7 separate regions of the Mus musculus genome follow, and regions 1, 2, 3, 4, 5 and 6 are each linked to region 7. A link is a contact called in public capture Hi-C and promoter capture Hi-C data. All regions are on one chromosome and are shown on one strand. The core of a region is the stretch at or near the end of the contact, and the rest is flanking DNA. Distances in the headings are between cores, read along the strand shown.

Region 1 (3,184 bases), core at 393-2,892, 1.6 Mb before region 7:
GGACTCCTCAGCTGAGGAAAAGTATTTTAAGGGGGTAATTTGGACAGCAATAAATATTCTCAACTGCAGGACTAATTGGAGGGTCCCCTTCTGCAGCGCTACGAATAGAAAGAGAAGTAACAACCTAATACTATTGCGAACTGAGCCACAGAAATCTCATTGTGAGATGGAGCAAGTTCTGACACCACATCAACACGTGTCAAACTATGACATCAGATTCCTTCAGTGGTATTTGAAACGGGAAACATACCCCAACTTAATTCACAATAGTTTCCACTCTGTAACTGCGTTTTAAAGCATCAGTGGTCGTCTCCTCCTCCCACATCCATTCAGATAAATAAGATAGTATGGACTTTATGCCCCTAAGCAGCACATGGAACGATCAGAGATACAACTAGAGAGCTTTAAGGCGGCAGGCAGCTTTGTTCCCGGTTTGGGGAGGTTTTCACATGTAAATGTCCCTGAGGAAGGGAGCTGAGGATTAAGTACCCCGAGAGGGCGGTGCGAGGGTGAGCAGGTGGAGACCCAAGCAGCCTTACTAGCGGACTAAATGGGGCGTACACTTTGCTCTCCCATTCAACTTTTTAGGTGTCACGATGTACAGAAAGGGCACGTTCTAGATAGAAAGGCCAAGGGAACTACCGCTCTATGTTCATTTGTGAGCGTGTCAATCCAGGAGGTGGGAGGGCAGACACCCTCTCTAAGTCTCCGCCAACCGGGATCAGAGTCCAGCGGCCGCCGCGCAGCGCCGCGGCCTGAGCAACAGGAGAACCCAGGCGGCTGCTACGCCGGCCCCGGGACTCGCGGGAACTCCCGCCCCTGAGTCGGCCGAGCGCTCCGTTGCAGCCCCTGGCGGGATCCCGGCCCCGTAAAGCCGATAACGGGGCCGGGAGCAGCATAAGGGCCACGTTGAAGAAGCGGGAGTCGGCACAGGCCGGAAGGGGGCGAAGGGGCACTGGCGGGGGAGGGGCGCGGGGTCAGCCCCCGGCGGTGGCCGCGACCTCTCCCCGGCTCCAGGCCCGCTGCCCCGGAACCGGGGCAGGAAGCGTCCCCGCCCGGACTCGGTGCTCGAAAGCCCTCGGGCAGCGAGAGAAGCGGCCCCGGCGTGGCCCGCACCAGCCCTAACCCCAAGCACTCCTCACCTCCTGGTTGAAGGCGTTGACGGCGTCCATGTTCGCGCGCGTTGCGGCGGCGGCTGCGGCTGCTCCGGGCCCGCCGGTCACCTAGACCTGGAGCGGCGGCTGAGTAGGGCCGGGTGCCGGCAGGGCCCTTGGGCGTGGAGGGGGAGGAGGACGGGAGGCGACGAGCGGCGGAGGCCGAGCAGGAAGGGGCTGCGGCCGAGGCGGCGAGGCTGGGCCGGTCGAGCGCAGGCAGAGGCGGCGGGCCCCTGCTCAGTCCCGTGCGCCGGAGGAGGGATGGGAGGCGGCGGCAGCGCGGGGCTCCAACATGTCCGTTTGGCGGCGGCGGCTGCGCTCTGCGTCGCGCTGACACGGCCCCCCGCGCCCTCCCTCACGCACTGGCCCACACTGGCCCGGCCGGCGAGCGGGCGGGCCTCTCTGTCTCTCTCCTCTCTTTCGCCAGCAGGATGGCGGCAGCGACCCGAGTGCACGCCGCGCGAAGCACCCTGGGACAGCTCGGGCCTCCAAGCGCTTCCTGAGCCCGGCTCCGCCCCGCTCGTGCTTGGCTCCGCCCACGCCCCGCCCCTCCGCGCCCCACCGGCGCCGAGCCGCTAGCGTGTGACCGCGCGTTGTCGCGCGCTTTCCCGCCGGTTGCGGCTGCGGAGAGTTCCCGTCTTCTGGGCTCAGGATCCGGACGACGGCTCCCGGGGTGCATTGTGTCCGGGCAGGACTGCGCCCTGCTGCTGCGACAAACAAAGCGCGGAGGGTGAGCGTCTGCAGTCTCCAAGTCCCCTGCTTCGACTTGCGTGCGGACCTGGTGGACGCCCTGAGCAACTTCCGAGGACTGGGCTCCTGAACCCCTAACGCTAATCTCCCCAAACCCCGTTGGGTCGCTCTCGGCAGAAGTGTGTTCTGATTCACTTGAGTTCTCACCGCCTGCCGCGCGCTGCGACCGCTGTCTGTTGGGTGTGTGAAAAATGAAAGTTTTTCTGTAGAAACCTCACTTTTGTGGAGCATGAGTATAAAAGCTAGAAGGCCTGACTCGTACTGGAAGTTGGGGACTACTTCCCGTAGAAAAGGGCGAGCATCCTAAAAGAATTCGAGAAAGGAGGGGCCCTCTGGACCTTGCGCGCTGTGCTATCACCTCTCCTTGGAGGACAACCGGCTGGTACTTAGGGAAAGCAACTGGCCCTACCGAGACCAGATCCTAGCAGAGTTAGGATTTTGTTCTTAAGGGGGCATCATGCAGGTTGACATCCTGCAAAGTATGCATGCGGAAGAAAGTGGGGCCAGGAACAGCATGGCTTCGGGCCCTGGAGATGATGAGGCTGAAGGTATCAGGCACTGGAGGAAAGACAGAATGGTGTTCCGGAGGGAAGATGCACACTGCTTCTTGAAGGACATGAGTGCTGGGTTTGCGTCAACTTGGTAATAATTTAAGGAAGGAATGAGTTTGAGGGCGTAATGGCTAATCTTTGTCAATGCCTATGAACAGTGTCCTCATTTAAGTCAGCCTAGTTCAGTTAACCACCATGCCCAAGTTTATCTGGCTAGACGGTTATCTTTTCGGGCTCTAGCCATCTGAGCTGTCCCTGGGATAGTTAACTGAGGGCTTTTGCGATATGGGTAAAGTCCAGGAAAATGGCTGAGAGGAGGTAGATACCTGGGATTCAATACTGCACAGCTAACAGGAGCTGAAAAGTCAGACAGACAAGGAGCAGAGGTGTTTAAGAACAAGGTGTTTGGCCCAGCATGGTGGCACACGCCTTTAATCCCAGTACTGGGGAGGCAGAGGCAGGTGGATTTCTGAGTTCGAGACCAGCCAGGGCTATACAGAGAAACCCTGTCTCGGAAAAAAAAAAGAAAAAGAAAAATCTCAGCCCTAACCAAGGCTGTGGGTTCAACTCCGACAGGGTAAGGATCAGGAAATGCCTCTCCATAGGATAGCTGTGGTTAACAAGAATTAATAGTAGGGCTGGTGAGATGGCTCAGTGGGTAAGAGCACCCGACTGCTCTTCCGAAGGTCAGGAGTTCAAATCCCAGCAACCACATGGTGGCTCACAACC
Region 2 (3,417 bases), core at 3-2,502, 1.5 Mb after region 7:
TGTGGTTGCTGGGAATTGAACTCAGGACCTCTGGAAGAGCAGTCAGTGCTCTTAACCACTGAGCCATCTCTCCAGCCCCTTCAAGTGTGTGTGTGTGTGTGTGTGTGTGTGTGTGTGTGTGTGTGTGTGCCACATGCAAGGCTTTTTTGGGTTTTTGGGTTTTTGGTTTTTTTGCTGTTGTTGTTGTCGTTTGTTGTTGTTTGTTTTTTGTTTTGTTTTGTTTTTTGATTTTTTTGTTTTTTTACCCTTGGTTCTGGCAATCTAGATTCAGGTCCTCATTGTTGCATCCAGCACCCTCCCAACCCTGCCTTTAGGGGAGAATTGGATGTCCACAGTTGACTCTCCATTAGCCAGCCCTTCCCTTTCCACCTCTCGGCTATACCAGTGACAGTTTCATATATTTACAATGGCTCTTGGCCTATCAAAACCAGGCATTGAGGGAGGCCCAGCCCCTCAAATAGATCCTCATGGGAGGCAGGGACAATGGCTGTGCCCTCAGCCTCTGGTTCACTCTGAGTGTGCTGGAAGCCGCTCGCTCATTCTGCTCTTTGCCTCTCAATTGGTCGCTCTGAGAGAATAAGGAGTCCAAGCAGCACACCCAACACAGGACAAAGACAAACCGAAGCAGGAGACCGGGGGCTGGACCTGATGGAGTACTGAGGCCAACACAGGGCTCAGGGCGGCACTCAGCCTAGACGGGCAGCTGAGAGAGAAGAGAACGGCACCCAAGTAAGTCCTGAGAGTCCAGGGGAACCGAGTTCAAGGGCCACCGTGGTTACCTGGGTAGCAGCGGGCTGTGCACCAGCATCACACGGCACTCCACCGTCATCCATCTTCTCTAGAGCGACGCCCAAACTCCCTCAAACTCCCTCTGAGTTCAGTGAGGACCTCAGCGCCTCGTGAGCCAAACATGATGAGCCCATCTTGAGAGTCAGAAAGGGCGTTCCGTCCCCGTGCCCCCCCCCCCCACCTCTGTTCCTTGTGATCCGTACTACCTCTGAGTCAGGACTGTCCTGTGTCTTCGACCACACGGGGACGGGGACTGTGCTTTCTGCCTACAACACTCTACTTACATCGGCCTAACTTCTGCTCGTTTTCAGACCATTTCAGACAGCCTGTGGGTCACCAGGTCTCCTCCTCCAGGAAGCCCCATGCTTTCGCCAGCAGCAGTGATTCCCACTGGCCAAAATAACAATACATTAAAGAGACCTCAAAGGTAAGCAATGGTGTTGACATCAGAAACTGGTCGCCTCGGAATCCAGCGATGAGGTCACCCCTAGGCAACAGGGACGCTCATGCGTCTGTTGCCATGGCAACCGCCACACATCATTCCCCCCCCCCCCCCCCAATGTGCGCCTCACCTGCGCACTTCACCTGCGCACCTGATATTCATGGTTACATCCCGGCCTGAATAAAAGGCAGGGCCCCAGACCCCTCTCCCCTTCTTTGTTCCCCTCATTCCTCCTCCTCACCCCCTCTTTCCCCAGTAAATCTCTTCTCATAGAGCTGTGCTGCTGTGGTGTGATCTGTCCAGATACAAGCCACCTTCTAACACAACAGTTGGGCAGTGGTACCACGCGGCCAGCAGGCCAGCAAGAACCCTGTCCCTTGGGAGAGCTTCAGCTGCTGGGTGGTAGCGAGATGTCTGTCACTGTTGTGGGTGGTAGCGAAATGTCTGTCACTGTGGCAGACGCTACATTTCTAGAAACGTGAGTTTTCCTCTCTGCCTCTCCAGCCTGAAGGGAGGAGCATCCAGATCTCTGCCTCCGCCAGAAATCCTCTTACAGGATGTGAGTGTTGGGGGAGGGGAGGCATTCGGTAATTTCCCTCTCTACCTTGCTGCCCTGAGACAGCATCTCTCTGAATCAGAATCTGCTGCTTTGAGCAGGCTGGTTTGTTCCACACTCTCTGCATTGGCCCGTCTCTGCCCCCAGTGCTGGGCCTGAAAACACTGGAGTTTTTGTACAAATATCAGGGATCAGGAGTCAAGTTCTCATGCTGGCCTCTCACCCAGTGAGCCGCTCCTCGGGCCCTCCCCTTACACTCTATGAGCTGGAATTAGTTTGCATATCCGTCATTCTGCCAAGGGGGTACATATGGCACAAGTGACATTATCACTCGACCACCCCTGGGGACTCCACATGGGCTCAGCTTCCTCTGAGGTGCTTGGCTGAAGAGCTGAAGAGCAGGAGTGGCTCTCTGATTAAAGATGTTATCTAGAAAAAAAGTTAGAAGCGGCAGGCAGTTGGTGGGATTCATCTTGTTCTATGGTCCTTGAAGAGACTTAGCATCCTTGTTGAAGACGTTGCCTGACCTGGAGATAAAAACCTGGCCTTCTACCCACCACTGCACACAAGCTCTCTGCTCTCCACCGTCTCTGCATACTGAAGCTCCATCACCCTGAGGAGACTTTCTGAACCCTCCAGCCACACACACACTGTCCCCAGTACTGTGACCTATACTCCGATGTTATCACATAGCAGTCTTTCTTAACATTTTCGGACTGTAAAAGCCCCAGAATGACAAGTCAGATGTGCCTTGCTTACCCTGAGGTCTGGCCAGCATCTGTCTCTGTGCTCGGTACATATGAGATGCTCTACAAACAGCCGTGAGTGAACAGAAGCCCTAAGTCAGCATCCAGGATGGAACATCTGCCCCTGAGGGCCACTGTGCCTCTGCTGTGTGTGCCTGGGCAAGTTGCTGAGCCTCTTGCAAACAAAATTAAAACTCCTGGAGGTCTCCAAGACCCTTATCAGGGCTTCTGATGAACAAATTGCTACAATGTAATAAAAATCTACCCTTCCGCTGTGTGAAGTTCAGAAGCCAAGAAAGAGTCTGCTCTTCTGGAATCCCAGAAGAAGGATTCACCCCTTGCCTCTACCGTAGACCCTGCTGGCCACTGGCAACCTGTGGAACTCGTGCATTGGCAGCAGCATTCCATTCTCTGCCTGCATCTTTACATCAATGTCTCCATTGTGCATCCACCTCAAATCCCCTGTCTTTTCCCTTATGAGGACACCAGCCAGCGGAGTTAAGTCTCCTGCTAAACCCACCATGACCTCACCCTGAGATCCCTCTCCGGAGGCTGGCCGCCTGTGAGACCCTATTTCCAGATTAAAGTCACAGTCTCAGTGTGTCAGTCAACTTCCCATGGCTCTGATAAAATACCCAGATAAAAGGCTCCAGACGGAAGATGTCTTTGGACACAAGGTTTCAGAGAATTCAGTCTATACTCACTCGGCTATGAGGTGAGGCAGAACAGCAAGGTCAGGGGCACAGGGTAGAGCTGAGGAATTTACCTCACAGCTGCCAGGAGGCAAAGAGAATGGGGGAAGGAGGCTGAGGACAAACCACACCCTTCACGGGTTCCTGAAGTACCTTCTCAGGCAAGGTCCCATCTCCTCAACTTTCCACGGC
Region 3 (2,908 bases), core at 60-2,559, 1.6 Mb after region 7:
ACACCACTGTGGAGCAAGAAGAGGCTCTGCACCAGGAGGTGGAGTTGAGTCGGGACCGTGGAACATGATGGTATGGGGTGTGTGCTCCTCCTACCCTGGTCCATCCGACCCTGTGCTCTGCATCCTGCTTGCTGATACCATTCCCCACAGAGAAAGAAAATCTTAAAGAAATGTTTAAGAAGAGGAGCCCTCAGATTCCCACAACTCCACACTTGGCACTTTCAGTGAGTACTGTAAAGACAAATGAGGGGCAGAAATTCAGGGGGAACAACCCGAGGGGCCGCGCCCAATACACCCAACTGCCAGGAAGAAAAGAAGTAGAAACCAGCTTTCACTGCCTTCTAAACACGAGTGTGCAAGAGAGGGAAGGAGAGAGAATTCACGTTGTTTGTCTTAAATATGACACGGCCAGACTCTGTCTGGTCATTGGGCAGCTGGGGGGTGGGGTGGGGAAGACACAGGAGACACACAGAGAGAGACATCCCATCCTGTCTCCATTGCTTGTTTTAGTTTGGTTTGGTTTGGTTTAGTTTGGTTTGGTTTGGGTTTTTTTGTTGTTGTTGTTTTGTTTTTTGTTTTTGTTTTCTTAGCAGAAAGATGTGTGTGTTGGCAGAGCATTTTCCAATCAAACTCAGACTTACACTCCCAGCCAGTAGTTGGGTAACAGTAAGACAGTCAGGTCGGCAGCTGGACAGAGATAAAAGAAGCAGGTGAGAGATGTTGTCCTTTTGGAGAAAGACCACAGAGTTCCGGGACTGAGCGAGTGCGAGGACACGCCTCCATGTTTAACACAGACCCAGACTACAGAAACAGGCCCCTCAGACGGCCACACTTAGCCTGACCCTAAGCTGATAAGTTCTCATTTCAAAGGTGACTCATAGAACACTGTCTCCAGAAAGAAATTCGCTCGGAAACGTGAGCCAATCATAAACAAAGGGCCCAGCTGGCACTTGAATGGGCCAGTGCCTCAAATGGGGCGTAGGATTTAGTCAAAATATCAAAGGACTTTAAAGCAAGCAGTTCACCTTGAAGTGGCTGTGGATGTGACCTGAGTCCCAGATGGAGATGGGCGGGTGTCAGAACTGGGTCCCACAGCAGCTGGAGGCAAGTCCACTGGAGCAAGCTCAGCGCAGGCATCTCCTTGCTCCCTCAAACTTCAGCCATAGAGAAGGAAAACAGGCATATCTCCATTGCTAAAACGGAAATTACCAGTGCTCATACTTCCGAAAGCGCTCACTATACACAGAGAAATGGGGGAGGGGCAGACGGAGAGGTGGGGAGAGACAGAGGCAGAGGGGATTTCTGCAATGCCAACTTTGGCCTTAGGGGACACAGTGGGTGGGACAAGCCAGGGCCATGGGTGTGAGTCAGGACTCTGCCTGATGCTTTCCTATCTCTGCATCTCTTCATTGGGAATAAAGTCAGGTGGCCTCGCTGCCTCAGGAAGCCGCTATGCAAAGCCAGGTTCCACTGCAACTCCTAAAACACAGAAAGGCAAACTGAGTCTGCAGCCCCAGAGAAAAGAGCCTGACATTCAACTCAGCCTGCCCTTTGGTTCTTGAGAGGTTTTGTTTTACAGGGGTTGGGGCATTTACATCCTAACCTGTTTCTCTTGCTCTTGTGTTAAGAGTCTAAGGTCTGGCTTACCTAGCCTAGGTCAGCCTTGAACTCCCGGTCCTCCTGCTTCAGCCTTTTGAGAGGCGAGATGACAAATGTGTACCTTGAGACTGGGAAGGCGGCTCTACATTTCGGAGCACTTGCTGCCTTCCCAGCACCCAGCTCCGGTGGCTCACAACCTACCTACAGCTCCAGCTCCCATGGATCTGAGGCCTCTGGCCACAGGCACCTGCGGTCATAGGCACTCACAAGCAGACACACACCTACAACTATTTAAAAATAATAAAAATATTTAAGTGGATCTTTGTGACAAGCTATCTAACCATTTTCAGTGTGCCCTTCAGTAGTGTTGAGTACATCCCACCATCGTACAACCATTAGCACAACTACATATCCAGGGCTCTTTCTGTTTTGTAAAACTGAAATTACAATCCATCAAAGAGTACACCTCGCACACACCCGCAACACTCAGACCCCATCAAAATACCCAAGCACTCACACACAGCACACACCAAAACTCACATACACCCTAACACTCATAACATACACCCCAATTCGTGTGGACCCCACAGCTCTCCAACCTCCGATGTTCACACCACCCAACTCTCACCCCTCAACATGCTCACATACAACTTCACCTGTGCCTGATACCCCAACTCTCACAGTACCCCAGCTCCTAAACACTTCTACTCACACACTCCAGCTTCTATGCTAACACGCCAGCTCACACACATCCCATGAGGCTCTGCCAGACAAGTTCCTACCATGTCTGAGGATTCCTCTACAGAGCAGCTCCCATGCCTCATACAAGAACTCACAGCCACTCCCCAGTCTCCGGGCAGGACCTAAGGGATACCATCACCCCATTCCTGTTCCCTGCCTCTATATGCTCTTGAAAATAAAATGCGTCCTGACTCTGCCATGCAAGCAAGGGAAGCGCTAAGCCTTCTGAACACAGAGTCTGTTCTTCCCTGACATGGGAAATAGGGAGGGAGTGACTCAAAACTTATCCTGCACCGTAAAATGTATCGCTTGCTCTAAGTCCCGCTTTTAGGGACGGGATCCCAGTTTTACTACATCATGTTCACTTTGTGTTCAAAAGGAGGAATCCATTTAAAACATATTTACGCATCCTCCTCAGATCACAAGTTCTTGAGTAATAAGGAGGACAGAGTGAATATGAAGGGAAGGAAGTTTGTCTACAGGATGCCTGCAGAGTGGAGGAAGCCATAGCTGAAGGAGTAGAGAGTGAGGAACAAGAACAGAAAGATGAAGGGAAAGAACAGGAGTC
Region 4 (3,295 bases), core at 612-3,111, 1.7 Mb after region 7:
TCACTGATATATAAAAGAGCAAACCATAAACAGCTAAATTATCCTGGATGACAGAGCAGGTATCCAGACCATGCAAGGTGTGACCACATCTATGTGACACTGCTGAGCGCCGAGGACACTGGAGGGGTGTTTGCTCAAGCAAGACCAACAAGATCCTTTTATGCCTTGACTGTGATGGACACAAAACCTAAAATGCCAAGGAAATCATACAGAATGAATAAATTTACCTGAGGTCACAAAAGAGGAGTCTGAACAGAACTGGAAGCTTGTCTTGCTGTGGATACGTGGTGTTTTACTATACTTTCGGCAGCTCACAACCTCGTGTGACTCCAGTCTGTGGGATCTGATGCCCGGTGCCCTCTTCTGCCCTCTGGGCATGGCACATGGTACGCAGACATGGGTTCAATCAGAACACGCATACACCGTTCTTGCTTCCTGTGGTTACATGGGTTCCAAGGATTGAACTCAGGCTGCTGGGTGACCAAGGTCCTTGCCCTCACTTGCTGAGCCATCCCACCCTGGGCAGCATTTTTTTTTTTGGATTATTCAGGTTTCTTAAGCAATTGACTAGGAGCTTACTTTGAACGGCAATTTACAAGCAATGTATATGAGGCAGTAGAATATTTTGAAATGGAAATCTTATACCTGTCTCCTTTATTTTACTGTATTCCTAATACAATGACCTTCATACACACAGAGAGGTCTTCCTGTGGGGTCAGTATAACTAAAATGTCTTATTTTAATCTAAATGGCCACTTGTTTCTAATAGCAACCTACTGAATGGAGAGGAAACGAAACTTGACCTGGAGATCCCTATAGCCAGGGTGTTAGGAACCAGTGACGAAATCTGTTTCCCACGACTGAACCAAATGTCATTTTGCGAGCATATGGCATCATGTCATCTTAAAAAGGGACTAAAAGGGTGCATTGTGGTGCACAGAAGAGCAGCATCCCCTGAAGGCCCTGTACACATCTGTACACTCAATACAAACATCCAGGTAAGACAAAGCAATTAGAAGTATCTAAAGGGATACCACAGGCTAGTAAGGAATGTTTCCTGCCCAAAGATTACCCCAATAGCTTTGCTTTGGTGTCCTAAGAGGTGAATTCAACACAAATTGCGATTCCTCATCATAATCTCCCAGTTTGTCCTACAATTCAAGTTCCTACAACTTAAGTGGCAGCTTTATGTTATTTTTTTTAAACACCAGAAAGAAAACGTACAGAGGTCCAATTTGCAAGTTGGGGAAAACAGTGAAAAATTCATACAAGTAATGAGGAAGACCTAGACCCGTGGGCAAGCTGAATGCATGATTTCCAGGTGCAAAGCTGTGTTTCTCTCTCTCTCTCTCTCTCTCTCTCTCTCTCTCTCTCTCTCTCTCTCTCTCTCTCTCTCTCTCTCTCCCTCCCTCCCTCCCTCCCTCCCTCCCTCCCTCCCTCCCTCCCTCCCTCCCTCCCTCCCTCCCTCCCTCTCTCTCTCTCTCTCTCTCTCTCTCTCTCTCTCTCGCCTTCTCCTGCAGTCTTGCCTGGCAGCTGGCTTCAACACGCCTTCAGGAAAAAGCCTGAGATGTCAGTCATTTGACCTGGCCGGTTTTTTTCCTGGCTGGTATGTAACCCCCAACTGCATAATGCATAATCTGAGATAACAGACAACCTGACACCTTTCGTTGCATGGTAAACTTTTATTTAAAAAAAAAACAAAAAACAAAAAAAAAAAAACGGAGTTCAGGTAAGGTGAGCCATTTCCTAAATACACAGCAATTTGACAAGAGGCAACTTTAAAATCCACACTAAACAACAAACACACCCCCCACCAGCCACGCCCCCCGTAGGGAGGGGGCTTAAACTGCGCATGCGTGCTAGGTGCGACATTGTCGACGCCAATTTCAGTCCGCCAGTGAACCGGTCTTGAACCACTCTCCAGCAGCCTCGAGAGGCAGAGTTTGCGCCAAGTTCCTTGGTCTCCGACGGCCTCCCTTCTCACGCAGCCATGTCTTCCAGCAGACCCGTGGCGCTGGTGACCGGTGCTAACAAAGGAATCGGATTCGCGATCACTCGTGACCTGTGTCGGAAATTCTCCGGGGACGTGGTGCTCGCGGCGCGGGACGAGGAGCGGGGCCAAACGGCAGTGCAAAAGCTGCAGGCGGAGGGCCTGAGCCCACGCTTCCACCAGCTGGACATCGACAACCCGCAGAGCATTCGCGCACTGCGCGACTTTCTGCTCAAGGAATACGGAGGCCTGGACGTGCTGGTCAACAACGCAGGCATCGCCTTCAAGGGTAAGCCATTGGGTGTGGAGATGGAAGGTGGCTTCCCCAGAGCCTGGTGGCAAGGTGGGCTGTGCCTCTCTGGGATCATTACTAGGACCAGGAGCACTATGCTGTAGGACTCTGAAACAGATCCCCTGGGAGAAACAGGACAGGGTAGTAGGGGCTGCAGGAAAGCAGAGCCTCAATGTTCGCCATCATTTCTAGGTTTCCCTCACCCAGTTGTTGAGTAATTGAATTGGACTTGGCGATACTTAAGTGGAACTATATCTGATACTGAAATAAGCAAGAGATTGAGGAGAGAGAAAGAGACAGAGGGAAACGGTGTTTCCTTAAGATCCTGATATATACAAACTTCACCTAGCCACCCCCAGTGGTGGTGGTGTCTTTCAAGCACAATAGAAAATTGTCAGATGGACAGTGATGCAGAGCTGTATGTAAACAAGACTGTACTTGCAAGTGGATCTCTAAAGCTCTAGCTTACTTAGGTCTTTACATTTCCACTCCGCTAACTCGGTTCTCTTCTCCCCCCCCCCCCCCCGAAAGTCAATGACGACACCCCCTTCCACATTCAAGCAGAGGTGACAATGAAAACGAACTTTTTTGGTACCCGAGATGTCTGCAAGGAGCTGCTCCCTCTAATAAAACCCCAAGGTGAGTCTGCCAGGTGACTTCCGGGCTCAGCTCCTCTCCCTACTGCACAGCCTCTCTGCCACTGTGAGGCACTGCTCAGACCTTTGATCTCAATTCTTTTGTGGCCATTGACTTTCTCTTTGCATACGCAGCTCTTCTTAATCTTCAGATAAGATTCCAGCATCCACTTCTTCCACCTCCTCACCCATTAGGGGCTTTAGGACTCCAATTATGTCTGAAATATTTTGCATACATACTGACATCCCACTGGCCACAATGGCCTGTCCCCACAAGTGCTAAGATTGTACCCAACTACATCCCTCAGCCCAGCTCCACAGCAGCTCTCAGCTGTCAAGATGAACCCTACAAACCCTCTGAGGAAACCACCTTTCTGG
Region 5 (3,137 bases), core at 29-2,528, 1.2 Mb before region 7:
CCGGGCGTGGTGGCGCACGCCTTTAATCCCAGCACTCGGGAGGCAGAGGCAGGCTGATTTCTGAGTTCGAGGCCAGCCTGGTCTACAAAGTGAGTTCCAGGACAGGCAGGGCTATACAGAGAAACCCTGTCTCGAAAAACCAAAAATAAATAAATAAAATAAAATTTTCTCTCACATATTCACATAAATATCTTACTTACCAACCGTCTTCATCTCTGCACTTGGACAGTTTCGGTTCCTTATCCACAGAGACGTTACAGGAGACGCCTGGAAAGAGAGTCGCAACACTTTGTTAGTGTGGTTTGTTGTTACACACCTGCAGACAGGAACTTTTAACTCAACTTTAACTTGTATTTTAGAGGACTAGGGGAAAAAAAGAGCCCAAAGACTGGTGGGAAGTGGGGTACTCCCGTGGTTCAGCACTAAAGGGATGGGGGCCTTCTGGGAGAAGAGGTGGAACAAGGATTACTTCACATCCTTTTCTGAAAACCAGTGGGGTTAAGAGATAAACAAAATGACCCAGCGAAGAGCATTGGGACTCACCCAGTAAAGACATCGCCTACTCTGTGGCCATATACCATACACTTATTTAATCGTCCCCGTTATCCCATCATTATCCCTCGTTTTGGAGACGAGAAACTTGAGGCACAAGCAGTTGAACAGACTGCCCAAGGACACTAAGCTAAGTCCCCAAAGCAGCTGACAGAGTCCGTCAGATGTGAAAACACTCCCCTGAAGGAAGCACCTTCCTAAAACGTCAGGATGACGCTCAACCGCTGCCCTTGGGGGGCATGGAAGACCCAGGAAAAAACTTGTCACTCGTGAGCCACCCACAGGGACGCCTCTCCTGCGGTTTGCTGGGACAGCTCTCGTCCCCACCCCAGCCCCCGCAGCCCCAGGAAACCCCGACGCAGGAGGGCGGCCCGAACTGACTGCGCAACAGGATGCAGTTGGTGTCCTCCTGGCTGGCCACCCAGGTGAGCGAGTCGCCCAGTGGCCGGCGACAGCGGGCACAAAGGAACACCAGCGGGTTCTCCGCCGCGGCCGCCTTCTCCTCAGGCCGTTCCTTCTCTAGCCCTAACGCGTCTGCGCTCGACATGTTTGCCCACTTCTGCAGCCGCAGGTAGCGGCTCGAGTCTTCCGACAGACGCTTCTCCAGCAGGGGGGACTCGCTCGACATAGCCAGGCGGTTTTAACCACAAGCGGTCAAGGAACATCCCAGAGACCAGGAAGCAGCCATGACATACGAATTTGCCGCGCCCCGGAACCTCACGGGAATAATACCTCTGCGCATGCGCAAGGTGCAAGAGGCGGGGCACCGCCCGAAGGGGTGGGACCTGAAGAAGGGCCCGACTGCATCGAAGGCGCATGCTCGCCATCTGACCGGCGCGCGAGCCGCGCTCACTGCGCTTGCGTCCTGCGGTCTTCCTGAGCGAAAGCTGGTGAACTGGGGTGCTGGGGTGCTATCTGCGGGCATTTCAGCTCCTTCCGCCGCTGCTGAGAAAGTTGAAGGCTTCGAATTAAATGAGTAGCAGCTCACCTAGTTCCTCCACACTGTTAGCGGGCATGCCCGTGCTGGGTAAGCAGACCCATCTTCACGGAGCCGAAAGTGGACCCAGGAATTCCAAGCGGTGTACTGCAAGTCACATCTCTGATTCTAGCCCGTCTGCTCCCGGAGACCCGCTTTCCTACATCTAGAAAAAAACAGGGGTCTGTGGCGAGCCAAAGACGCCCCCTGCCTCAAGGACCCAGCGTTACTGAGACTAGCACTGCAAGGAAAAAATATGAGAAGCTGGAGGGGACAGCATCGCTGTGGCTACAGAGTGGGCGTGTGTCTGGGTCAGAGTATGGTTCACCCTACTCCAGGGCGGGAAGGACGGTCAGTCTAAAGAAAGTCAGCTTTTGATTTCAAAGACCACAGGCTAGAGGGAAGGCGCGCCACCACGAACAGCCTGGATGCATCAGTAAGAAACAACACGCAAAGACCACCATATCCCCCTCCCCCCCCCCCCCCCCCCCAGTCACACTACCCAGTTCGCTTCACTAAACTACATCACACTTACCACCTATTTTCGTATCTCTGGCCACTAGCAAAAAGTTTCAAATCCTAAGTCGTTGACCTGACCGAGGTGGTACCAGGCTGGAAACTAGAAAGGCTATTTTGCCTTCTCTGAATATGATTTTGACTTTCTGTTTTTTGAATCTTTTTTTTTTTTTTTTTGTCCAGGCTGCCCAGGAATTCATTATGTAGCTCACCCACAGTGATCCTCCTGCTTCAGCCTCCCACATGCTAGGATAACAGCCCAGCCCAGAGGCAAAGAAATGACTCCTTTTGGAACCTATTTCAACAAGTCCCTGAGGCGTATCGACCTTTAACCGCCAGGAATCCTGTGGTCCTGCTTGAGGTGTGCCAAGACGGAACGGAGCAAAGAATACCATAAACCAACAGACTTTGCAAATACACTGGAAGGTACACCAATAGGCAGATTACAGCAAAGCAGTGGGACCCTGCTGTAGACCCTGATGCTACCTGGCCATACTCTTAGCATTTTGGTTATAAGCTGGGGAATCTGTTTGTACACATTAAAGTATTTAACTAATAGTCAGAAGGATATGGCCACATACAAGGGAGGGGAGTAAATGACCACGGAGGGGACTCAAGGTAACCCCAAATTACTGGGCTTTGAACTTCCAACCTCTCCACATCACTGATGCTCTGATCCTCCAGCTAGCCATTGTAGTCTCTTCTTCTTTCCTGGAAATTTCCTTTAAAGTTCCAAGATCCCCAGTGGATGCAGGAAATAGCAGACGTTGCCAAACACTCTAGAACCAATGTTTTGTTTTGCTGAACTAGGTGTGGTGGGAAGGGAGGGGAAGGAAAAGACAGGAGAAAGGACAGATAGAGGAAGCAGGAGGAGAAATGAATGGATGAGGCCTTGAGCATCTTCCTGAACAGATTGTGGGTTCATTTTTATTTGCATGTATTTAAGGGGGAACATGAACATGCTGGAGGTCAGAGGACAACTTGAAGCCTCTTGTTTTCTTCCTGAGGATTGAACTTGGCCTTGCTACCGAGCGCCTCTGACCTCTGAGACATCACACCAGCCCGAGTTATGGATGTGCAGAACCACACAGGC
Region 6 (3,259 bases), core at 89-2,588, 1.7 Mb after region 7:
TGCAGCAGCACCCCTCCATGGCCTCTGCATCAGCTCCTGCCTCCAGGCTTCTGCCGTGCTTGAGTTCCTGTGATGTGGAAGTGTGAGCCAAATGAACCCTTTCCTCCCAGACTTGCTTTTGGTCATGGTGTTTTATCACAGCACTAGTAACCCTAACTAAGACAAGGCTAAAAGCCATTTCCAATCAATTTCAGCCAGACACTGAACTTGGTCACGGGACCACAGCAAGCGGCCTGGTAACTACATCACACGTTTACAGTGAGATGAACACAGAGACCCTGGTCATCCCGGAGAGCAAACAGCCACTGTCGCTGTGTACCCAAAAAACCTGATTTTATCCAGAAAAGAAGACGTGAAAGAGCTGGGGATCCGGTGTAGGTCACCGTCCCTGATGTTCTGCTAGGGACCAGCATGGCCTGTGACAGCGCAGCTCCACCCCACCTGACCCGGGCCTGGGTCACGGACAGGACTGTTTCAAGCTTGACTCTCACCCCTTGAGTGCCTAGGACAACAAGCCCAACTTGCTACAGTCTAAGAGCTTAATAAACACCCACCTGACAGCCAACACAGAGACAGGAGGGTCACACTTACAGAAACCAGAGCCAGGAGTATTCCCATGGGAACTCCCTGAAGGGATAATTTCCAGACAGAAAAGCCTTACCCTGTAAAGCCATGATCCTTCAAAATGGTTATCTTCCTGTGGAGCTGCTTATCTGCTGCAGGGAGGAACTTAACCAGCATGTCTGCATTAGAGAGGAGACCATCAGACTTAGGATGTGATTCAGATAAAGCACATGCCCCTCTCCCTCCCATCAGCCGCCCACGATAACCAGAGTGTCTGCCAGTTCACACCAAGTGTCCTCTTTAGGACAGCTCGCTGAGATCCCGGCTCCCTGAAGAGCTGTGAGCTTTCCAAGGCGGAGGACAGAAGCACAGACGCGAGGCTCAGGCTGCCCCTAAGCACATCAACAGCCTAAGAGGAAGCCGCCAGAGGGTTAGCCCTGCTGGGGGCCAGCTAGGAACAGGCTGCCTCAGCACACGCCCAGGACGGCAATACTGCGTTACACCTGATTCAAAGCAGTCCCCGCAGCCGTGACCACAGCCTCAGCCTAAACTGTGAAGCCTGGCGGACGTTTCTGAAGGAGAGAGAAAGCAATGGCTCTTTTGTTTTTTGAGGTGATAGAAGACTTCCATTCTGTGTTTTAAAAAGAAAGAAAAGCAAGGATTTGGGGGTGTAACTCTGACAGAAGCAAGCTTTCCTTTTCCTTCAGAGAGGGCCTGCACATGCCAGACCAGGCAGGCCACTGAGCCAACCCCTGGGCCCTACTCCATGTTAAACATAATGCTTGTTCCATGTGTTTACACGGTGTACTGGCGAGTTTTGTGTCAACTTGACACAGCTGGAGTTATCACAGAGAAAGGAGCTCCAGCTGAGGAAATGCCTCCATGAGATCCAACTGTAAGGCATTTTCTCAATTAGTGATCAAGGGGGAAAGGCCCCTTGTGGGTGGTGCCATCTCTGGGCTGGTAGTCTTGGGTTCTATAAGAGAGTAAGCTGGGGGCTGGAGAGGTGGCTCAGTGGGTAAGAGCACTGACTGCTCTTCCGAAGGTCCTGAGTTCAATTCCCAGCAACCACATGGTGGCTCACAACCACCCGTGATGAGGTCTGACGCCCTCTTCTGGTGCATCTGAAGACAGCTACGGTGTACTTACATATAATAATAAATAAATAAATCTTTAAAAAAAAAAAGAGAGTAAGCTGAGCAAGCCAGTAAAGAACATCCCTCCATGGCCTCTGCATCAGCTCCTGCTTCCTGACCTGCTTGAGTTCCAGTCCTGACTTCCTTTAGTGATGAACAGCAATGTGGAAAGTGTAAGCTGAATAAACCCTTTCCTCCCCAACTTGCTTCTTTTCTTGGTCATGACGTTTTGTGCAGGAATAGAAACCCTGACTAAGACACACATGAACTGCTTACAGTCAGAGCCACCACAAGACAACTACAAGGACTCAGAACAGGCCAATCTCAAAGCCAGCCGGCTTCCTAACTCACTGGACAAGTCCCCACTCACACTTTTCTTTACAGAGAAATCCCTGCATGCATTTATCATGTGTTGTCAGTGTACCACATACATACGGAAGGGCAGAGGGCAAATTACCGGAGCCAGTTCTCTCCTTCCACCCTGGACGTCCTGAGGCCTGAACTCGGGTCACCAAGCTTTACGGCAAGCCCCTCCTCCACCCACTGGCCCGTCCCATCTCGCTGCCCCAGCTCTGGCTCTTGTGTCTCTAGGAAGCATACTTGATATTCTGCCTTACGAAGGCAGACAGTGTCTCCTGAGAGTTACTATACTATACTCGTCCCAGCCTACACAGATGAACATAAGCCGGGCACTGAAGCCTCTGGCGGCTTGCTCAGGGCTTAGCTGCTTCTTCTACCTGAGTGCTGAGTAAGTTTCCACTCACGACAGGCTTACTCCCTCTGCAGCAACAATGACGCCTCAGAACAAAGATGCCTGCTTCCTCCCAGCCGTGACACTCACACTCATCCGCTAAGCAGCTCTCTTCCCACTCCACCGTCCTGGTTCATGACCCGGATGAACCGATCAATCAGTATCAATCAGTTGTGCTGATTTTACTTCAACAAAGAAATTCCACTCAGGAAGCGCAGGCAGGCTCTGCCTGAGAAACTGAATGTTGCCTAGGACAGCTCTTTCCATTAGAACGGGAAATAACCACTATCAGCCAGTCCAACCTGCCGAGACAGGAACGCAGGCGTGAGGATTGCGGACGGAGACAAAGCCATACTCCAGGAGCAGCCTCTGGTTATCATGGGGGCCGTAGCAGATGAACACCTCCTGGTGCTTCCTACAGCGCGAGGCTGTTCTAATCTCATAGCACCTGGTTTTCTCGTTAAACGCCGCTTTTACCTACAGGAGAAGGTATGAGAGTCCTCTTGTTAGCGCAGGCCTAAAGGCTCATCAAGCCACCATGGTAATTTCAGTACGAGGCAGTGTGACACGCTCAGCAGGGAGACTCCCACGGACAGAGAATCCGACTCCTGCACTTCAGCCTGTTCCCTCCTCCATCTCGCCCTTACCCAGGTGAGGGAGGAACTCCAGTCATGGACTCTGAAAATGACCAAGCGTGACATCTGTTGGGAGTTGATCTGTCACAAACAGCCTAAGAGAAGAAACTATGGCAGTACTAAGACTGTTGTTAGCAGTTGCAAAGGCTCCACCAACTGTGGTCTTGATCACT
Region 7 (3,269 bases), core at 608-3,107:
ACAAGGTGCAGGCTGCAAGCAGGCCTCACATCTGAGCAACTCGGAGTTGCCACAGAGTATCAACTGTGTGAGAATCTGGGCACTTCACTTTCTTTTGTTAGAAACAGTTCCTTCATAAAAAAAAGAATGAAAGGCTAGCTTGTCTATGGACGATTGCTAGGAAAAACAATTTAAGAGTCTTTTATACATACAGTGTGTGTGTGTGTGTGTGTGTGTGTGTGTGTGTGTGTGCGCGCGCACGCACTACACGCAGAGAACAGAACAGAAAACTTTCAGGTCTTTCTTTCCTTTCCCCCTCCGGGTTCCAGGGATTGAACTCACACCCTCAGGCCTGCCATCCAGCCCTTACCTGCTGAGCTCTTGCTGGGCCCAAACAAGTTATTTTTAGAACATTAAAGTCTAGGGTTGAGCCCACCCTGTGTGACAGGCGCCCAACAGCATCCCCTGCACCCAGGCACTCATCTGGGAACTGCCACCCTTGCAGACCAAGGTTATTAATTACACACTTCAACGTATTTCTGTTCAACTCACTCTTTCATTGTTTTCCAAACACACACACACAAATAAGTAAGCTGACATACCCTTACAAGCTTGGCAAAGGGCCTGACCACAGATGTACTGAAGCTCCGAACCTTTAGAACAAAAGAAAACAGATCAGACAGGGTTTCTGCATTAGCTTAGCAATGTGTTAAAATAATCTAATCAAATACTTGCGCAATTCCTTTCTATCATCACACAGGTTATATGAGTGGGAGCTGCTCTTTGTTATACACTCCCTATTGAGAATCACCCCAAATCCCTCCAGAAACTGCCTTCCCAACACCTTCCTCCCTGGATAGCTGAGAGAGAAAAGCTGCTAACTTCCCAAAGTGGAATTTTTCAAAATAATTAAGAGCTTTATCACATTTGGGAAGAATGCTTTATGAAAGCGGAGGATTTATATTACATCACCTTTGAGAAAAACTTTAATGAACATGAAATGAGTCCAGTCTTAATTCAAGGAAACCTACTTGCTTAGGAACTGAAATGCTATCTAAGACCAAAGATCTCTTGATACAGCACCAGGCTTCAGGCACTGTGTCTGTCACTGGAGCAGCCTGGAATCCAGTTTAAAAAGCGTTTTGCGAGGGCACAGGTCACAGTCATATACTACTCTCTCTAGACTAGAATGTACTCGATTGGAACTGGCTATGAGGGTTAAAAAACTTTCTAACGCCTTAGTAATAATTCTGTATGGTGCAGATGAAAACCATGACGGCTGTCGATACAAAATTATCATGGCAGATGACCCAGGCACGTATTTTTTTCCACCCAATTCCAGGTTCTGCTGGACTTGGCCTGTTGCAAGCTCGCCATCACTCACCAGCTGCCAGCCAAAGGGGAGACGTTTAGCCCTTCCCCCCTTCTTTATAAACACAGGGGATGCGCTTTTCCAACACTCAAAATCCTAAGCAGCAGGCAGCCCTTAGGTTTACCAGCAAGGACAGGCATGTACTCTCCCCAGTGCTCTCTCCCATGCCCTTGCCAGCTGCTCCGCTATGCAGTGAGTCCTGGATGTCAAGGTCAAGACAGAGAAATCCGTGCCCACTCCCCACGGGGACGAAACGCGGATCCGCCCCACGCTGCCTGCAGTCGCCGGGCCCCACGACCCTGGGCGGGCTGCCTGACCCCTCAGCCACGGCCTCACACGCGGCGATGGGAGCCGGGGACCCGCAACCCTGGGAGGGAGCCTCCCGCCAGCTTCTACCTGTCGAGACAGTCCGGACGCTGCAGGCGCGGCCATCTTTTCCCGGGCGGCTGTAGGTCAAACCCAAATGAAAAGAGACTACTGGCGCCAGAGCGCACGCGCGCGCGCCAGCGTGATCGCTCGGCTTTCTGGGAAATGTACGCGTCAGGAGCCCGGGAGTGTGGGTAAGAACCTCTTGCATGCTGGGAGTTGTAGTCCGTACCTGCCGCGGTCCGGCTGGACTCGTGAACCGGAACCAGAAAATTAAGTCTGAAATTAGGTTTAGATTTAAACTCTTTGCACATGCATCGTCAACATCGTTGACTCGTCTTGAACCTGCCAAGTGTGCTTCTGTGGCAATGCTTCAGGCTTTACTTAAAACAAAAACCAAAAGTGAACCTACCCGGGCGCACTTCTTGGCTCTTCTGGCCATATTTTGATTACATAGGACAGTTGACAGGTGTGTTTGTGCTTTTTCTTTTTTTCTTTTTTTAGATTTCTTTATTTACTTCATGTATATGAGTATACTGTAGCTGTACAGATGGTTGTGAGCCTTCATGTGGTTGTTGGGGATTTAATTTTTGTTTTTGGATCTCTGCTCGCTCCAGCCCAAAGATTTATTATTATATTATACATAAGTACACCGTAGCTGTCTTCAGATACACCAGAAGAGGGCGTCAGATCTCATTATCGGTGGTTGTGAGCCACCATGTGGTTGCTGGGATTTGAACTCAGGACCTTCGGAAGAGCAGTTAGTGCTCTTAACTGCTGAGTCATCTTGCCAGCCCGTGTTTGTGCTTTTTATACCCACAGACTCAAAATCTATATATAATTTATCTATATATAATTTACTTTTTAATATGAGGGAAGATGGATACAGAATTATATGGGTTGCAAATACATTCTTTTAGAAATTGTTTTATGTGTTTGAGTGTTTTCCTGCATATATTCACGTGTACCATGTGTGCCTGTTGCCTTAGAGTCCAGAAAAGGACATCTAGTCTCTTGGAGCTGGAGTTAGAGGCAGTTGTGAGGTGCCAGGGGGTACTGAAACTGAGCACAGGTCCTCTGCAGGAGCAGCCAGTGCCCAACCGCTGAGCTGTCTCTCCAACCTCAGAAATACATTTTGTATAAGCAAATTTCTAAATTATGGCACTTTAATAAACATGTCCATAGCTGCAGAATAACCTACTTTGATTCTATAACTTAACCATTCTATGACTTTTCAACATAACTCACGTGGTTTATATTACTTTAATATATTACTTTAATACACATCTGAGTATCTTTAGATATACTTTTTCATAATTTCAAAAGTAGAATTTAAAAGTTGATCGAGCAGCTTGACAAGTGAGCATGAGCACATGGGCACATGAGGCAGAGCTGCTTCTCTTCGGCTTACACTCTCACTAGCTGTGTGTGGATACTTCACTCCACTGCTGCAAAATGCTTTTACGTAAGCCTAATGAAAAGCGTATTCAGCACTGATCACATCTTATGGAACTGCTCATGTGTAGACAGCTGTTTTATATCCCAAGTCTCA

Evidence for each region. Promoter capture Hi-C pulls out the DNA fragments that hold promoters and counts their contacts. Capture Hi-C pulls out chosen DNA fragments and counts their contacts.
Region 1: a contact with region 7 is called in a promoter capture Hi-C map of pre-B cells, with 4 times the contacts expected there. The contact joins the promoter of Scaf4 here to the promoter of Atp5o in region 7. A contact is called at or near these places in 2 of 39 promoter capture datasets (neutrophils and pre-B cells) and 1 of 484 Hi-C or Micro-C datasets (B cells).
Region 2: a capture Hi-C map of embryonic stem cells shows a contact between it and region 7, with 3 times the contacts expected there. The contact joins the promoter of 1700029J03Rik here to the promoter of Atp5o in region 7. A contact is called at or near these places in 2 of 39 promoter capture datasets (hippocampal neurons and liver), 1 of 115 datasets of contacts at active chromatin or transcription factors (embryonic forebrain) and 2 of 9 other capture datasets (embryonic stem cells and liver).
Region 3: a contact with region 7 is called in a promoter capture Hi-C map of pre-B cells, with 6 times the contacts expected there. The contact joins the enhancer-like site here to the promoter of Atp5o in region 7. A contact is called at or near these places in 6 of 39 promoter capture datasets (the 3T3-L1 cell line, 3T3-L1-derived adipocytes, cranial neural crest and 3 more), 1 of 15 datasets of contacts at CTCF or cohesin (large pre-B cells), 5 of 484 Hi-C or Micro-C datasets (the G1E-ER4 cell line, cerebral cortex, cortical neurons and 1 more) and 5 of 115 datasets of contacts at active chromatin or transcription factors (T-cell acute lymphoblastic leukemia, acute myeloid leukemia, astrocytes and 2 more).
Region 4: a promoter capture Hi-C map of hippocampal neurons shows a contact between it and region 7, with 26 times the contacts expected there. The contact joins the promoter of Cbr1 here to the promoter of Atp5o in region 7. A contact is called at or near these places in 11 of 39 promoter capture datasets (the 3T3-L1 cell line, the C10 cell line, HPC-7-derived erythroid cells and 8 more), 1 of 484 Hi-C or Micro-C datasets (macrophages), 8 of 115 datasets of contacts at active chromatin or transcription factors (astrocytes, embryonic forebrain, embryonic hindbrain and 5 more) and 2 of 9 other capture datasets (liver and pancreatic islet).
Region 5: a promoter capture Hi-C map of pre-B cells shows a contact between it and region 7, with 5 times the contacts expected there. The contact joins the promoter of Mis18a here to the promoter of Atp5o in region 7. A contact is called at or near these places in 2 of 39 promoter capture datasets (liver and pre-B cells) and 2 of 9 other capture datasets (adipose tissue and liver).
Region 6: a contact with region 7 is called in a promoter capture Hi-C map of liver, with 5 times the contacts expected there. The contact joins the enhancer-like site here to the promoter of Atp5o in region 7. A contact is called at or near these places in 12 of 39 promoter capture datasets (the 3T3-L1 cell line, 3T3-L1-derived adipocytes, the C10 cell line and 7 more), 3 of 484 Hi-C or Micro-C datasets (cortical neurons and pro-B cells) and 4 of 115 datasets of contacts at active chromatin or transcription factors (embryonic forebrain, embryonic midbrain, large pre-B cells and 1 more).

What each region holds. Positions count from the first base shown.
Region 1 is chr16:90,282,861-90,286,044 of GRCm38.p6, forward strand. It overlaps Scaf4 (SR-related CTD-associated factor 4), which reads right to left and starts at 1,643. Exons shown (of 20, transcript NM_178923.4): 1 at 1,143-1,643. The coding sequence starts at 1,172.
Region 2 is chr16:93,457,620-93,461,036 of GRCm38.p6, forward strand. 1700029J03Rik (RIKEN cDNA 1700029J03 gene) reads right to left here and starts at 1,253. Exons shown (of 3, transcript NR_040494.1): 1 at 1,074-1,253.
Region 3 is chr16:93,548,627-93,551,534 of GRCm38.p6, forward strand. No RefSeq gene overlaps it. Among named protein-coding and RNA genes, the nearest start is that of Gm30695, 19 kb to the left of the region's middle. Within about 2 kb of position 1,310, at least 10 of the 459 cell types and tissues checked have an H3K27ac peak or open chromatin away from gene starts, as enhancers often do.
Region 4 is chr16:93,605,976-93,609,270 of GRCm38.p6, forward strand. Cbr1 (carbonyl reductase 1) reads left to right here and starts at 1,862. Exons shown (of 3, transcript NM_007620.2): 1 at 1,862-2,279; 2 at 2,814-2,921. The coding sequence starts at 1,991.
Region 5 is chr16:90,726,093-90,729,229 of GRCm38.p6, forward strand. It overlaps Mis18a (MIS18 kinetochore protein A), which reads right to left and starts at 1,279. Exons shown (of 5, transcript NM_025642.1): 1 at 934-1,279; 2 at 201-267. The coding sequence starts at 1,180. Gm17518 (a long non-coding RNA gene) reads left to right here and starts at 1,328. Exons shown (of 2, transcript XR_876238.3): 1 at 1,328-1,579; 2 at 2,228-3,137.
Region 6 is chr16:93,587,158-93,590,416 of GRCm38.p6, forward strand. It overlaps Setd4 (SET domain containing 4), which reads right to left. Exons shown (of 12, transcript NM_145482.3): 8 at 2,754-2,928; 9 at 662-743. Among named protein-coding and RNA genes, the nearest start is that of Setd4, 15 kb to the right of the region's middle. Within about 2 kb of position 1,339, at least 21 of the 459 cell types and tissues checked have an H3K27ac peak or open chromatin away from gene starts, as enhancers often do. A contact at or near this core is called in liver, where this site is marked.
Region 7 is chr16:91,929,773-91,933,041 of GRCm38.p6, forward strand. Atp5o (ATP synthase, H+ transporting, mitochondrial F1 complex, O subunit) reads right to left here and starts at 1,858. Exons shown (of 7, transcript NM_138597.2): 1 at 1,748-1,858; 2 at 582-632. The coding sequence starts at 1,783.